Linked DNA regions of Zea mays: region 1 is linked to region 2. A link is a contact called in public Hi-C data. All regions are on one chromosome and are shown on one strand. The core of a region is the stretch at or near the end of the contact, and the rest is flanking DNA. Distances in the headings are between cores, read along the strand shown.

What was found. Hi-C and Micro-C count contacts between places; a contact is called where the count stands out from the background.
Region 1: a contact with region 2 is called in a Hi-C map of root tip, with 9 times the contacts expected there. The contact joins the promoter of LOC103639325 here to the promoter of LOC100502326 in region 2. A contact is called at or near these places in 4 of 25 Hi-C or Micro-C datasets (ear, leaf, root tip and 1 more).

The regions. Positions count from the first base shown.
Region 1 is chr9:146,915,893-146,922,984 of Zm-B73-REFERENCE-NAM-5.0, reverse strand. It overlaps LOC103639325 (putative serine/threonine-protein kinase), which reads left to right and starts at 1,376. Exons shown (of 7, transcript XM_008662086.4): 1 at 1,376-3,636; 2 at 3,882-4,041; 3 at 4,323-4,447; 4 at 4,569-4,779; 5 at 4,858-5,095; 6 at 5,341-5,491; 7 at 5,877-6,577. The coding sequence starts at 3,951. The coding sequence ends at 6,176.
Region 2 is chr9:146,556,781-146,564,093 of Zm-B73-REFERENCE-NAM-5.0, reverse strand. LOC100502326 (enolase) reads right to left here and starts at 4,737. Exons shown (of 11, transcript NM_001363265.1): 1 at 4,212-4,737; 2 at 3,796-3,873; 3 at 3,580-3,696; 4 at 3,329-3,409; 5 at 2,859-2,935; 6 at 2,640-2,743; 7 at 1,166-1,264; 8 at 968-1,053; 9 at 817-903. The coding sequence starts at 4,646.

The sequences.
Region 1 (7,092 bases), core at 127-2,626, 360 kb before region 2:
CTTGGGGCCTGTTTCGGCTTCTAGCGCCGTCAGAATCGGTTTTAGGCCGCTAAACACTTCACTTCTCATTCCGTTTATATGAGAATCGTTTTTTAGAAAATTGTTGTATCGTGTTTCAAAAACCGAAGGACAATGAGATATATGTTCGTGGAGATATTAGCGCAAACTCACTCCGAATGGTAAATTGCTGGGATTTGAGCATAGAGTTTGGAACAGAGAGATTATACTGTTTCAAGCTTGCGCCTTAGTCCACTTCAGTTAAGACTTGTTCTCTACTAGCAAGAGGGCGATCTATCGCCCCGGGTTGAGGTAGCGTTCCTGACGTCGTTCATAGTGTCGTGTGTAGCCGTACTTCCGGTATGGGGGTACCACCTTATTTGTTCGTCGTACAAATTCTTGTAGTGAGTCCGTTGTTGATGTCCTTGTAGTAGTGCGTGGTGGGTCCCATGGATTTTTCTCATGGTGGGATCGTGTGTTGCACGACTCTTTCTGCCGTCATGAGCCCTGCATCACCTGCTGGTGTGTAGGCATATACTCGGTATAGTGCACTGTCCCGTCTTTTCTGGTACACGGGGCACTATACAGACTCCGGTGCTGAGGTTCTTCCACGACTAAGGTTGACTTACCCCATAGGGCAGTGGGGACACGTCTGAGACCGTACGTGGGGCGTACAGTTGTGTCGATAGTCCTCCCGATGGCCCTTTGGTATGCTGCACATATGTTCAAACGTGGCATGTTGATGACACGTCTTGTCGTAGATGACGCGGGATAATTTTACTTGGACTGGGACCTCCGCCTCGTCGAGTTGTTTGGCTAGGACTTGATCGACCGCTCTGCCTTGCAGGCTTGCTCGGGGGGACTTGATCGACCGCTCTATTTCGTAGGCTTGCTCGGTGTGGACTTAGTCGGTCGTCCGCCATGTAGGCATGCATGCTCGACGAGGACTTGTTTGGTCGCTCTGCCTTGTAGGTTTGCTCGACGGGGACTTGGTCAGTCGCTCCTTGTAGGGCTGTCCGGCAGAGGATCTGATCGACAAACGAGCCGAAATGAGGTTATGGACCTATTTCAGGTACCATGTTTCCAAGTACCCGACAACAATTCGTGAGTCTTCGTGTAACTAGAGTTGTGTAGAGGCTTTTCCTTAAGGTCCGAATCCTCGGTGCACGCAAACGCATAGGTTAGATGTAGCCCTAAGCCCTCAAGTCTATACTATACTTAAAGCACCAGTTTCAACGGTCGTCGTGCGTCAAAATTTTACAAAAACCCCCTTTCCATTTATTCTAAATCAGCCTACAGTTGTCACGTCGTTCACGAACGTGATGCCTCCTCTCACACACGTATACTCTCTGACTATGTCCTCCGCGCAAAATGGAAGCAACAAACCAACCGCTTCATCAGTGACCTAACAAACAATCCGTCGTGGCTATCCGCGCGCAATGGAAGCAACAAACCTTCGTACCATCAGTGAACTAACAAAGAATCCGCTATGGCTATCGGATAAGCCTTATCTTCTCCAACAAACAACAAATAAATCCCGCCATAACATGCATGACGATCGTGCTCGCCAAAGTGATCCGTGTCTTCTACCCGCTCGCCGACATGCTCCGCCAGGACGACGCCTACCGACTCGACGGCCGCATCCACCAGGACGACACCGATGGCGGCGCTCTCACCGTCGAGAACGACGAGGGCGTGGAGGTCTTCGAGGGCGAAGCCGAGGCCGAGCGCGTCTCCTTCCACCCGCTCGTCGGTCGCATCCTCCAGGACGAACGGCGACGCGCTCGCCGTCGAGGGCGACGAGGGCGTGGACTTCTTTGAAGGCAGGCAAGCGGCGGCAATTGCTGTCGCGGGCGACCATGCAGCGCAACTGGAGAAGGCCGATCTAGCCGCCGCGATGATGCTCCTCCTCCTCGACGCTACCTCGCTCCGCTACTCGCCCGCCGCGCTGGTAGCCGCGCACGAGAGGTTGTGGGCCTGCAGGGTCTCCATCGCCGTACGCACGAGAGGTTTGCTAATATTGTGAGAGCGAAAGAAATTATCCAACTTTAGACATCAGCAAAGCCATGTTCATATATTTTTCATTTCAATGTTATGTGTGCAATTACATTTATTCATCTACTCATTCTTACATGCATATTTATGTAGTAAAACTGGAATAGTGTTCATATCAACTTAGCTTAGGAACATACATGAATTATTTGTACTACAAACCGAACTATAGGTTGTATATACTTTCGTGCCTATACCATTAGTGAGGGAAGTAGCGTGCACGGTCGTACTACCATCTTCGTGCATTGTTTTGGGGTTTCAACTCTGTCATGTTCTCTTATTAACTAATCTGTTGTTCTTTTGTTTCAAGTGCCCACACGCAGAGATTTCACAAGCGTTTTTATGCGGTTTCAGATGTTGATGAGTGTCATTAATATGACCAGCGTTTTTAGGCGTTGCTGAAAGAAAAAAAATAAGGCAGCAATGTTGGGTCATTAATATGCAGATTCTTGCATATAGAATCATATTATATTGAATGTCTCTCCTACTTAGAGTAAAACTAATTGCTTCTTGCATATAGACTCATATTATAATAGATTTCAAATCATCATGTGAATAGTATGCAAGATCTTTGCTATCTACTGTAGACTGTAGTATGTGACAATGTAGGCATGGTCCTGTTCCTTGTTTCTGTACAGTTTCTACCATGTTCTTGCCTCCATTTATGGAACGAAACTTGCCTGAGTATGGCCACAAGCCATATAAAATTTTACTCTCGTGAGTACTTAATACTTATGAAAATAAATTCAAAGGGTGAATCTCATGATACTTTGAACAATTATATTGTGAAAATAAATTCAATGATGTACCTAATGATATTTATTTGGTAATGAACTGACGGAAACAATTTGACAAGATTATATATAACATACTAATATACATCAGTACATACCAGATTACCAGCTAATAATCAATTGATCTAAGACAATCTAGACAATGTAGGTGTGAACTAAGATTGATTTATAGAGTCACTCATTATATATGATTGTGTGTTATTGTTCCTGTGCGCCGTCGTATCGCACGGGCACAGTACTAGTAATCATGTATGGATCGCTTGGGGGGTTTATTCCGCGTGCGTGTAGTTTAGGTGCGGATCGTTTCTACGATGGTCGTCACGCGCTGATTGTGAGTCCATCATTATTGGTTTTCTGTTAAAACCGAATTCCGGGTACGCCCAAGCGTATTTGTCAGATGTAGGCTCCGAGACCCTCGAGCAATTCATGTGGAATAAACCGATCCAACGCGTCTGATCAAGGGTCACGGCTAATTCGACTCAAACCGGCACTATGCATGGGTCTAAAAAATGATCAATGAATAGGCGCGTCGCCACAGAAGCGAGCAAAAAAAGCAACAGCGACGCGGGGCAGTGGAGCGGTTAAAAATCCGCCGGGCATCGGCCGCCTCCTACCCCCTCTAGTCCACCCTGTCCCCGGACAGGCAGCGTCGGAGCGCCGGCGTTGCCAACGCCAACGCGGAGGCGAGACGATCGGGAAGGAGGGGAGCAGAGGAAGGATACAGTCCGGAGCTTCAGCTGTCTGCTGTCTGCGGTCTGCGGGAGCGATCACGTCTACGGTCTACAGTCGACAGGTTCGTGCCCGATTCTTGTCTGCTTTGCTTTGGGGAATGGTATGGCGCATCGAATCCAGCTATTCTCATGCGTTTTTCAAGATTTTTCTCATTTTGTCCTCGATTTCGCCCCCCTTTTCAGTTTATGTAGCTTGTTGCGAACGAGCAGAGTATACAATATTGCTTCGTCTATCGACAGTTCGACGCGCTAAAGTAAACAAGCTTTTACAGCTTTATTTACTGATAACTTCGCACCCTCCGCGCAGTTGCGACCTCCAACTGGAGCTGGCTTCACATAGACTTCTGGAGGAGGCAACGGGATTGCGATTTGGAACATGGGGAGTTCGGTCGGCTGCTTGGTAGGCGGCTCCAAGTCGAGGCAAGATCAGAATTGTCAGGTCGTCGCGGGTTCGTCTCACAGTTCAGGTACATCCGTTCTGTGAGCACATGATTCGAGGAGACTACTGCTCAATAGTGTCGTGACTTCATTTCATCTTCGAATTGAAGAACACTTGTGTTTGTGTCGCTTTGCATTGAAAGCGTGGACAACATTGTATTTTTTTTTTCCTTTTTAGCCACACGTAACTGTATACCATTGACAAAGTGACAGTTATCCTATTTCAGTGCACTTCTGTGCTGACATTACTTTCGTGTCTGTGTTCTTGTGCTCAACAGCAATTGATGATGCAACTCTGATAAAAGTGCAGGTCATGTCTTATCAAGAGCTGGAAATAATGTACAGGTATTCTCCCTAAACGAGTTGAAGACTGCCACACAAAACTTTCACATGTTGAATTGCATTGGCCGTGGGGGTTTCGGAGCAGTGTATAAGGTGATGCCCAGGACTTGTTTATGCATTTTTGTTTAAAATCCGTGCTTTATTTGTTGCTTCTACTCTAAATGCATGTTTCGAGGCTGTAGTCAATGACTAACAAAGCCTGTTCCTCACTTAGGGAAACCTCAAAGATGGCACTCAAATTGCAATTAAAAAGCTTGCAGTTGAGTCAAAACAAAGAATTAGTGAATTCTTGACAGAAATTAATGTCATATCAAATGTTAGGCACCCAAACCTTGTCAGGCTGATTGGTTGCTGCGCTGAAGGGAAAAACAGACTATTGGTGTATGAGTATGCGGAGAATAATAGTTTGGCGAATGCTTTGCTTGGTAAGTTAATATTGAACTTGGACTTTCGAAGTCGGTCAATCCAAACATATTAACTTTACCTTTGTGAATTATGGCCAGGACCAAAGAATAAATGTATCCCATTGGACTGGCAGAAAAGAGCTGCTATATGTATTGGAACTGCTTCTGGCCTTGCTTTTCTTCATGAGAAAGCACAACCATGCATTGTCCACCGTGATATCAAGGCTAGCAACATTTTACTTGATAAGAAACTGCTGCCCAAAATTGGAGATTTTGGATTGGCCAAGATTTTTCCTGATACCGTTACTCACATTAGCACGCGTGTTGCAGGAACAATGTTAGTGCATTTCTAAATCTTTTTATGTATCTTCCTCTCAAAAAGGGAACATTTCCCTGTATTTACTTGCTTATATACAATGAACTTATGTGTATGTCATGTCGTGTTTTTTTTTCATTGTGCTATTCTGGTTTTACCCAGCGATTTTGTTGTTTTTGCTGCCAGTTTACCAGGGCGCCGATCGACTAATAGTAGTCTGTTATAACGTACTTGCATTGAAATCTCAATATATAATTTTCCTGCAGGGGTTATTTGGCACCAGAGTATGCATTGTTGGGACAATTAACCAAGAAAGCAGACATATATAGTTTTGGTGTGCTTCTTCTCGAAGTGATAAGTGGTGAAAACAGCAGCAAGCCGACTTGGGGGCCTAATATGCATGTTCTTGTGGAATGGGTAACTCACTTTTCCCTCTTGTTTCCCGTTAAGGCTTAGTTTGAGTACTCTAGGAAGGAGAGGGATTAGAGTGGATTGGAATGTATCGTAGGAGTTTTTGATCTATTGAGGATTTAAACACTCTCCAATCCCTTCAAACCATTTTAATCCAAGAGTACACAAACTAGGTCTAATTGTGAACCTGCGAGCCTTGTAGCATTTGCCATGATTGTGTCAGCTCTTGATGGACCGTAGAATCACACATGCACATAATAAGTACCAACTTTTTCCATGACAGACTCACAGTACTTGTTGACGATGGTGTTCTAACTTTAGAAGTTTACATTCAAGATATAGCTACTTCTTTGGAAAAATGGTTGAGCTTATTACATGGGTTAAACTGCAGACATGGAAGCTGCGAGAAGAAGGAAGACTCTTGGAAATTGTTGATCCAGAACTGAAAAAGTACCCAGAGGAGCAAATGCTTCGTTTCATCAAGGTGGCACTGCTGTGCACACAAGCCACGTCCCAACAGAGGCCATCCATGAAGCAGGTTGTCAATATGCTATCTAACAAAGCAGAAATTGACCTGCAAAATGTAGTTGCACCAGGTGTACTGAAAGAACCTCGGCAGCGTACTGGCGGCTTTGGGAGTTTGACAGCAGGCACGTCCTCAAAGCCAAAGCACCAAAGGCAATCCAGCTGAATCATACAGTACAATTGTACAAAGACCAACATGAACAGCTGTCAGTTTAGCACAACCGACGCATCACCAAGGTGACGTGATAGACTGTCAGCTTGCAAGCTTGTTTGACGTCTTCACTCTTCAAAGGTGTCACAAACTCTAGTGATATGGAAGGCCTGATCCATTTTCATCCTGTTTTAGAGTTACGTAGTATGCGAAGGCCGCTGTGAATTGCTGATGTACAGGAATTGTAGCTCATCTTTTTTTTGTTCTTTTGCAAAAGAGGAATTGTAGTTTGATTTGACGATTGATTTTACCTTCTGGCGGCCACGTTACAAAGGACAGTTATTTTAGGCATCAAGTTCTCTATATATTAGACACATTTAGTAGCAGTTTATACTATTCAACGTTTTTTTACAATATACTATTCAACATTGAGTTGCAACTGTACATGGTTGTTTCTGGCAACCGTACTAGTAATACAATGAATGTAAAACTTAATTAAAGTTGTCGGAGAAGGAATATATATACCACTAGCATATAACTATGTAATATAATTTGCAACAAAGAGGATCACACATGAGTGATGAGTCGTATTGAGAGTCTATACTACTCTACTCAGTCTACCTTATCTAACAAGCCATTTGCATACTTGTTGGTTCTAATGCCATAAGCCAATCTGCTTGGTTCAGCTATATCTAAGGAGCTTTTCTAAGAATGGCTATGTGGATAATCTAAATATCGTGGAGATTACATGCATAAAAGATAAAAGAGTCCAAAGGGTTTAGGTGAAGAAAGTGACGGTCTCCTACTATCGTAACAACTCGACCAATTTTGTGTTCACGTTGATTTTAGATGGTGACTAAAGTGATTCTCATAGAAGCAGACTAAAAAGCTGGACGTTCGGCAGTCTACAACAACTTATGGTAGCCAAAAG
Region 2 (7,313 bases), core at 3,488-5,987:
GCCGTAGGTGCCAGTCCAAACAGCCCCTAAGAGCCCCTAAGGAATATAGAAACTTTGCAGGCAGTGGTATGTTTCCTACCCAAACCTATGAAATAATCGTGTTCAAAATAGAGGATCAACAGAACCATATACGAACTTTAGAAGTTGCAGGCAGTGGTATGTTTCCTGCCCAAACCTATGAAATAACCGTGTTCGAAATAGAGCATTAATAGAACCATATATGAACAAAACCGTATGTGAACTTTAGGAGACAAAGGGCATACAGACTAGTACTGTAGGCTCCATGTGCGATCAGGAGAAGGGATAAACCGAGTCAAGCCTTCCCCGCAAATGCGGAGAGACGAAATCTGTGACCTGCTGACTCGGTGGGACAACTCTTACCACTGCACCTGCACCAGGCCTTCCCTTCTTAGGGGAGCAAGGGTGTAATGAAAATACATGTGCAATATGCCTAGAGGTTCCATCCAACTAGTTTAATTGCAAGTTTCTCACTTTCAGCAAATTCAAGTAATATGTGGATGATAAATTGTTTTACTGTTTCTGAGTAAACACAACACATGTTCTATATAAATAAACTTACACCTCAACTCATACTACACAAAGCTTCATTTATAATGAACATTGAGAAGGAAGAGTAGGTCTTCAATAAAAAATAAGTGTTTGCATCCAAATGTTGTCAAATAAAGCATGCCTAATTCCAGAGTTACATGTCATGTGGTACTGTCAATTGTCACTCTTGAACCACTCCAATAGCATGGATATATAACACAAACTAGCCCAATAAGAAAGAATTTATATGGATGACTTGATACTTGCCTTGAGAACAAGAGCGTTGCAAGTGTACTCATTAACTGCCCGCTTAATGCGTTCAGGATCAGACATCAACAAGTCATCCCCTGCAACCTGTACACATTCATATCATGAGCTACTGACAAACTATAGCGGAAAGTTTAAGAAGAAAAAACACCTGGCACAGCTCTAGAGTGGTCAATTTTTTTGAGTGCTCCCAGTCATCTTTATCGAAGGGCTGTTCAATGGAGACAAGTGGGTACTCTAGTGCACAAAGTGGAGGGAAGAAATCAGTGAACGTGTGTTTATAAGGTTCATAAAACTAAAATATGTACAAGAAAAAGAAAGATAATGGCAACCCACAATTCAGGGATACCTGAACAAAGCTGGCTATAGATCTCAATCATATCATCAGCAGTTTTAAAGTTCTGCCCTGATTTCTTTGTTGATTTGAACTCCAGGTCATATTTCTTTCCTGCAGAGAGTTGAGTGAACTTGGCCATGAGCTAACTCATTCAGATAGCAAATACAAAAAATCCAAATGCATTGACTATAAAATCAACTATTGTTCAACAACAACATAGCCTTTTAGTCCCAAGCAAGTTGGGGTAGGCTAGAGTTGAAACCCAACAAGATGTCACCAAAAGGGAAAGAGAGAGAAAGGGGAGGAAAAAAGCTTTTGAGAGCACTAAAAGGGAAAAGGCCTAAATCACGGTTCGGGCACGTGGATAGCTTCTTTCCAAGCACTTCTATCTAAACACAACTCCATTGAGATATTACATTCCTTCAACTCCATTAGAATCAACTATTGTTCAAGCCCGCTATTTCTAAGGTTCAAGAATGTACTACTGGTCATCTGGATGCAAATAGAGTATGTAGCAACAAGGTTACAAGATTCCTGCTATGTGGTTCTGATAGCATGCTTTCAATAGCAGTAGCTGGTTCTGGTGTTTGGTAGCAACAATATACAAACAGATGAGAGCGTGGACAAAATGAGGCATAAATAAATGGATAGAGGCCTGAAAAGTGAAGACTCTAAGGGTGTGTTTGGTTCAGCTGTGAGTTGTGTAAAAACTGATGTGAGAAAAAAATGAAAGTCATTTGGTTCAAACTGCTGTGAGACCCTGTGAGTTGTCCATTGTAAGCAAACTATATATTGTTTATATACAATTTGTCTAACTATATCTCTTAATCAATATATCTAATTAAAAACAGATTTCACATTTGGGTTCCTGATATTTTTATAAATAAAACAAATTTACAATTCCATTATTAATTTTTTATTTCAATTATTATAACCCTTAATTATTTTTAATCCTATTTTAGTTTCTATTTGAAGGGCGGGCCTGGTGCAGCGGTATAGCCTACCACCTGTAACGGGAAGGCCCCGGGTTCAAGCCCCAGCCTCTGCATATTATGCAGGTAAGGCTTGGCGGTTAAAGATACCCTTCCCCAGACCCCGCACAGTGCGGAAAGCCTATGGCACTGGGTACACCCCTATTTTAGTTTCTATTTGTCGCATCTGTTTATTAATGTAACTTGGATAAGCAACAAAAGCAGAGTCCAAGCTATTTTCAAATTTGTACTACAGGAAAACTATTTTTTCAAAGCAGCTGCGGAAAAGTTGAACCACTTTGGTTCAGCTTCTGCTTTTCAAACAAACCCTGAAACATAAGTGTTTCAATGTTGTATAGTAAGCAAGGAATTCTTCCATCAAACACAACCAGAGCAGCAGAATGATTACAACCTATCACCAAATTTTATAGTCCATTTGATATTTTTATTCAGAGAGTTAAGTTTTGAACATTTACATAGTCCATGCATAGGCAATGCACTTCTTTTCTAGTTACCTGTACAAAAATCAGTGGCAGCAACATCAATTGCCAATTTTATTCTTCCATTATATCCAGCCCTCTCTATTGCCGCAATGACAAGATCCAGGCCTTCAGATATGCTGAACATCAATAAAACAACATAGATATGACATAATGAAATTCATATGTAGGTCCCTAATAGGGAAAACAATAAATGCTTGATATCAGAAAATAGTAAATTATTTTCTTACTTGCCTGGAAATATTTGGAGCAAACCCACCATGATCTCCAATGTTGCAGCTGTCTGAGCCATATTTCTCCAAAATAACATCCTATAAAAGTAACTAGTAAGTAAATATCTACAAAAGTGAGCAAACCTTTCTGGCGATCTGAAGGCAAAATTTGTAAGAGCTAAGATGTTCATAATGTCAGTACTTTGCCTCAACGAATATGACCAATATGAGCTACAAATCAGGCTGTGATAGCCCCTAACACATGCAGAATATTACCCGACTAATTTGAATATTACTTTCTATTACTCCATGGTGAAATTTAGCTAAAGTAAATGCTATTAACCTAGACACTAGCGTACACCTAGACACATGATTATTTCCAACAGTTTGATGAACATATTGAACCCAAGTATAACTGTATAAGTGGACAACAACACTTATGTGGCTAACATATAGATGCATCCAACACAGAATGTTAGACATGAAGGCTACCTTGAGATGATGATAGGTCTCAGAACCCATCTGCATTGCTTCTTCAAAGTTCTTAGCACCAATAGGAAGGATCATAATTTCCTACAAATAAGAAAGGTTTATAATTACTCCAGAACATGAAAAATTATCTATCTTAATATATTTCTGTTTAGGAAAAAGATGACTCGAGTGGACAAAATATGAGAATAATGCCTTCAACTTCCAAGATTCTAAAGGTCAACTTCCAAGATTCTAAAGGTTTGGAGGTATACTTGAATGGGAAGACCATTTCCAGCATGCTTTCCACCATTAATGACTGTAATTGCAGGTACAGGAAGAGTTGTAGCGCTTTTGCCAACAAGATTCGCTATATGCTTGTAGAGTGGAACCTGCACGGCAACAAGCATCCAATGATCCAACAGTAAGAATTTTGTGTGGTGACACGACACATTTATCAAATTATGATGATTTTAGCAGAAAAATAGCACCTCTTTTTCAGCAGCACCAGCTTTGCAAGCTGCAATTGACACTGCCAGCATAGCATTTGCTCCAACTCCAAGCTCAGCCTGCATTTCATACAATATCACAGCTATTTCCATTTGGACAAAAAAATCTATTTGCTAGAAATAAGGGAACAAAATCCAGTGCAAAAAAATTGTGGCAGCAGTGGTAAGTGGAAACACAACTAGACAGTACAAAGAATAGCATTATTTCTGAACGGTCAAATATGACCAAAATAATTAGTGCCACATACTGCCACTAAATTGGCTGTACCAATGTAAAGTATTGCTTGAGCATATGGCGCCATCAGTTGTTTGTGTACACTGTATAGCATGGGTTTGGCAATGCAGAATTCAGAGAAAAACACGCAGATGGGGGAAAGGGACAAGATCTCCGAGTGCACCTTGTGGCGCGCCTTGTTCAAGTCCATGATAGCCTGGTCGATCTGCGACTGCTCCTGCGGATCCATCCCAACGAGCGCCTCCGATACCTTGTCATTGATCATCCGCACCGAGTCGGCGACCACCTTGGCGAGTATCTTCCGCCTCTCGGCGGCCCCGGCCGCGTCGGCGGCGGCGCCCTCGAGCGCGCCCGAGCCGGCCGCGGATGCTCGGTGTATGGCCTTGTTGGTGTGCAACTCAACCTCGACAGCCGGCGCGCCGTGCCCGTCAAGGATCTGGCGCGCCCGAACCCTCGTGATCACGGCGGGCGCCGCCCGCCGCATGTGGCCCGCGATGAAGAGCACCGGGTCGGGGGCCTTGGCGCGGACCGCCGCGTTCACGGCCTCCTCGATCTTGCGCGAGAGCAGGTGCTTCTCCAGGTACTCCTGCACCGACATGGCTGCACGGCGGTGGAAATTTTCCTCTCCTCACGACCTCACCTCCACGGTTCCCCACGACTCCGCCGTATCGAGGTGCTTGCGGTGAGACCTGAACTAGGAAGACGAGACACAGGGAAAGGTCAGTGTGCACGCGTTGGTCCTGTTTGATGTTGGGCTGAATTCTCAATTTCCGGCACAAAGCCCAGGACTTCGTTCAATCTGAAAGAGAGACCGCCAGCGAAAGGGCGTAGGAGAGCCTCGGCAGCAGGTTTAAATTCGACTTTCTGTACAAGCGAATATCTATACGTATCTAATTGATTGTGTATTTAGGCATGTATAGTAAAGAGAAATGATTCTAAAAACACAATAGATAAATAAGAGACTTTATTTTACGATGGAGTGTCTATAAATATAGTATATTAATAAATACAGAAGTAAATGTGTATATACAACATCGGATCAATATAACAGACGGTAAATTTATACAATGGAAAGTGAGTAGACTATTGCTACTTGAGTCGTCTCTTTTGCAAATGGTCCCTTTAAACACCTCGAGAGTCTCTACATTAAACACCACTGTATATATCCTTATAATTATTATACAACTGCTATAGATAAAGACTATAGACGAAATAAATTACAGTTTATAAATAAACACTAAATCAACTATAGAAATTTCTATATTTCACATTCGTTTTACAGGTCTCACTGGGTTTGACGCCTAATTCATATGACGTATAACATTTGACACCAAGATTGTGAATTTCTCCGGTTTATGAGATTTTCACCTCTTTCCCATTTTTTTCTAAAAAAATTGCTTCCCATGGAAACTGACCAAAATGCTTCTCTCTTCGTTCTCTAAAATCGAGAATTGTCCATGTCGTTCTTTTCTTCGCTCAGGGGGAAGAGAACGAGCCACGAGGTGTCAGATGTTGGGAATTCTCACCAGTGCAACACGGGATCATCTGAAATTTGCAGAAAGGCATGTGCTCAATTTTGATCTAAACTTAAGCACCTAAGCCTAATGGTTTGTTTGTAACAGCTCCAGTGACTGGTTTAAAAAAACAGTAGCACTTTATTTAAAAAAAATGTTAAATAATTATGGTCCACAAATCCAGATTCACCAAATTGGTAAATCTAGAGACCAAATTCATCATTTTGGTCAACCTCCACAAGAGATGCTCCAACAACTTAAGTTTAATGTAGTTAGTGAAATTTATTCGTTGTGTTATGGGTTCGTCATGGCTTGTCATGGCCAATTGGCCATGGTCGCCCGCACACTTAGGGTTGGGCAAAAAAAAAACTGAAACCTAAAAACCAAGCGGAACAAATATAAAATTTCGTTTTTTGATCGATTTTTCTGTGCTATTCGATTAATCGGTTTAGGTTTGGTTTTCAATCCGTGGAAATCGATAGCTAATTCGTGGAAACATTGTGCAGAGCTATCGGTGATGAGACGCTGTCAACTTGCCCTTTGTATCCGGGCAGCACGCTTCCTGCCAAATTCATGCTAACAGCGAGGCTGGTTCCGCTGCCGGTGGTTATGGTACGAGACACTGTAGATGTAGAAGCAGGTTATGATTTCGAGGCTTTCTTCAGAGAATCTGTGTAGGTAGGTGTGTTACTGTTAGCCGTCTGGAACTGACCTTGTTCTTCTTCTATACGGAGCTCGGAGTAACTTCTTGTACAGGTAGATCTAACGAGGGTTTGCTCTAGACACATATTGAATGGTGTCGTTGTTGTCCGGAACAGAAACAGGATAGGCAGAGGACGCAATTGAAGCGACCTGTACATCTGTCTGACTGGGCAAAAAGAAGCCTGGTGGTGGTTGGATCCTTCCTTGGACTCACCCAATCTGAACCTCAACTGGGCACTGGCACAGACACCCCTGTTTCCCCACCTCACCGGTCACCGCCCGCGACTCTGCAGGAGCTGGATTTATGGAGCCAAGACTCTCGCATCTCTTCTGCTGCCGGTCCGGCGCAGCCAAGCACGAGGAGGAAGGAGTTCGCGGTCGTTTTCTGCCGCGGCACCCGGCACGCACGTGGAGCCCGGAAAGCGGTCGCAGCTTGTCACAACCCGTTGGTGATGGAGCACCGCCAAACACCGTGAGTAGCAACAGATCTGGTGGAAGCAAGCTTCCTGGTGCTAGAACCCTGGTAAGTTTCCAGGAGAACAGGTATGTGGTTCTGGTAACTTTCTGTTATTTCATTTCATGCCCGTACATCAGAGTTACAATGTATTTTTATAGCCGACTAGCACAAGGCCACGATCCCCTTCTCTTCTATACTTCTAATGACAGCTAATGACAGCTAAATGACAGCTCATAGATTTCCTAGGATAGCAGAATACAGCTGGCTTAATATTGAATCACTACTACTTACCTAGGCACCATCCACGATCCTGACATTACCCCCTTCGCCAAAACTTGCTTGTCCCCAAGCAAGGACAGTAGGAAAACGAGCCTGCACGGCATAAAAATCCCTCCAAGTAGATAACTCCAGCAACATGCCTGACTCTCGGAGCACAACCAGCACGATTGTTGCATTGCCCTTTTCCCACCAAATCTGTGGTTGAAGATTTCCTCACCCTCATGTGCCTTGGCTGAAAGTTGCAGACGGTATGCCATTGCCCCAACCATTGCCAACACTTTGTATGGTCTAGAGTACCTTGCTCTTTGAACAC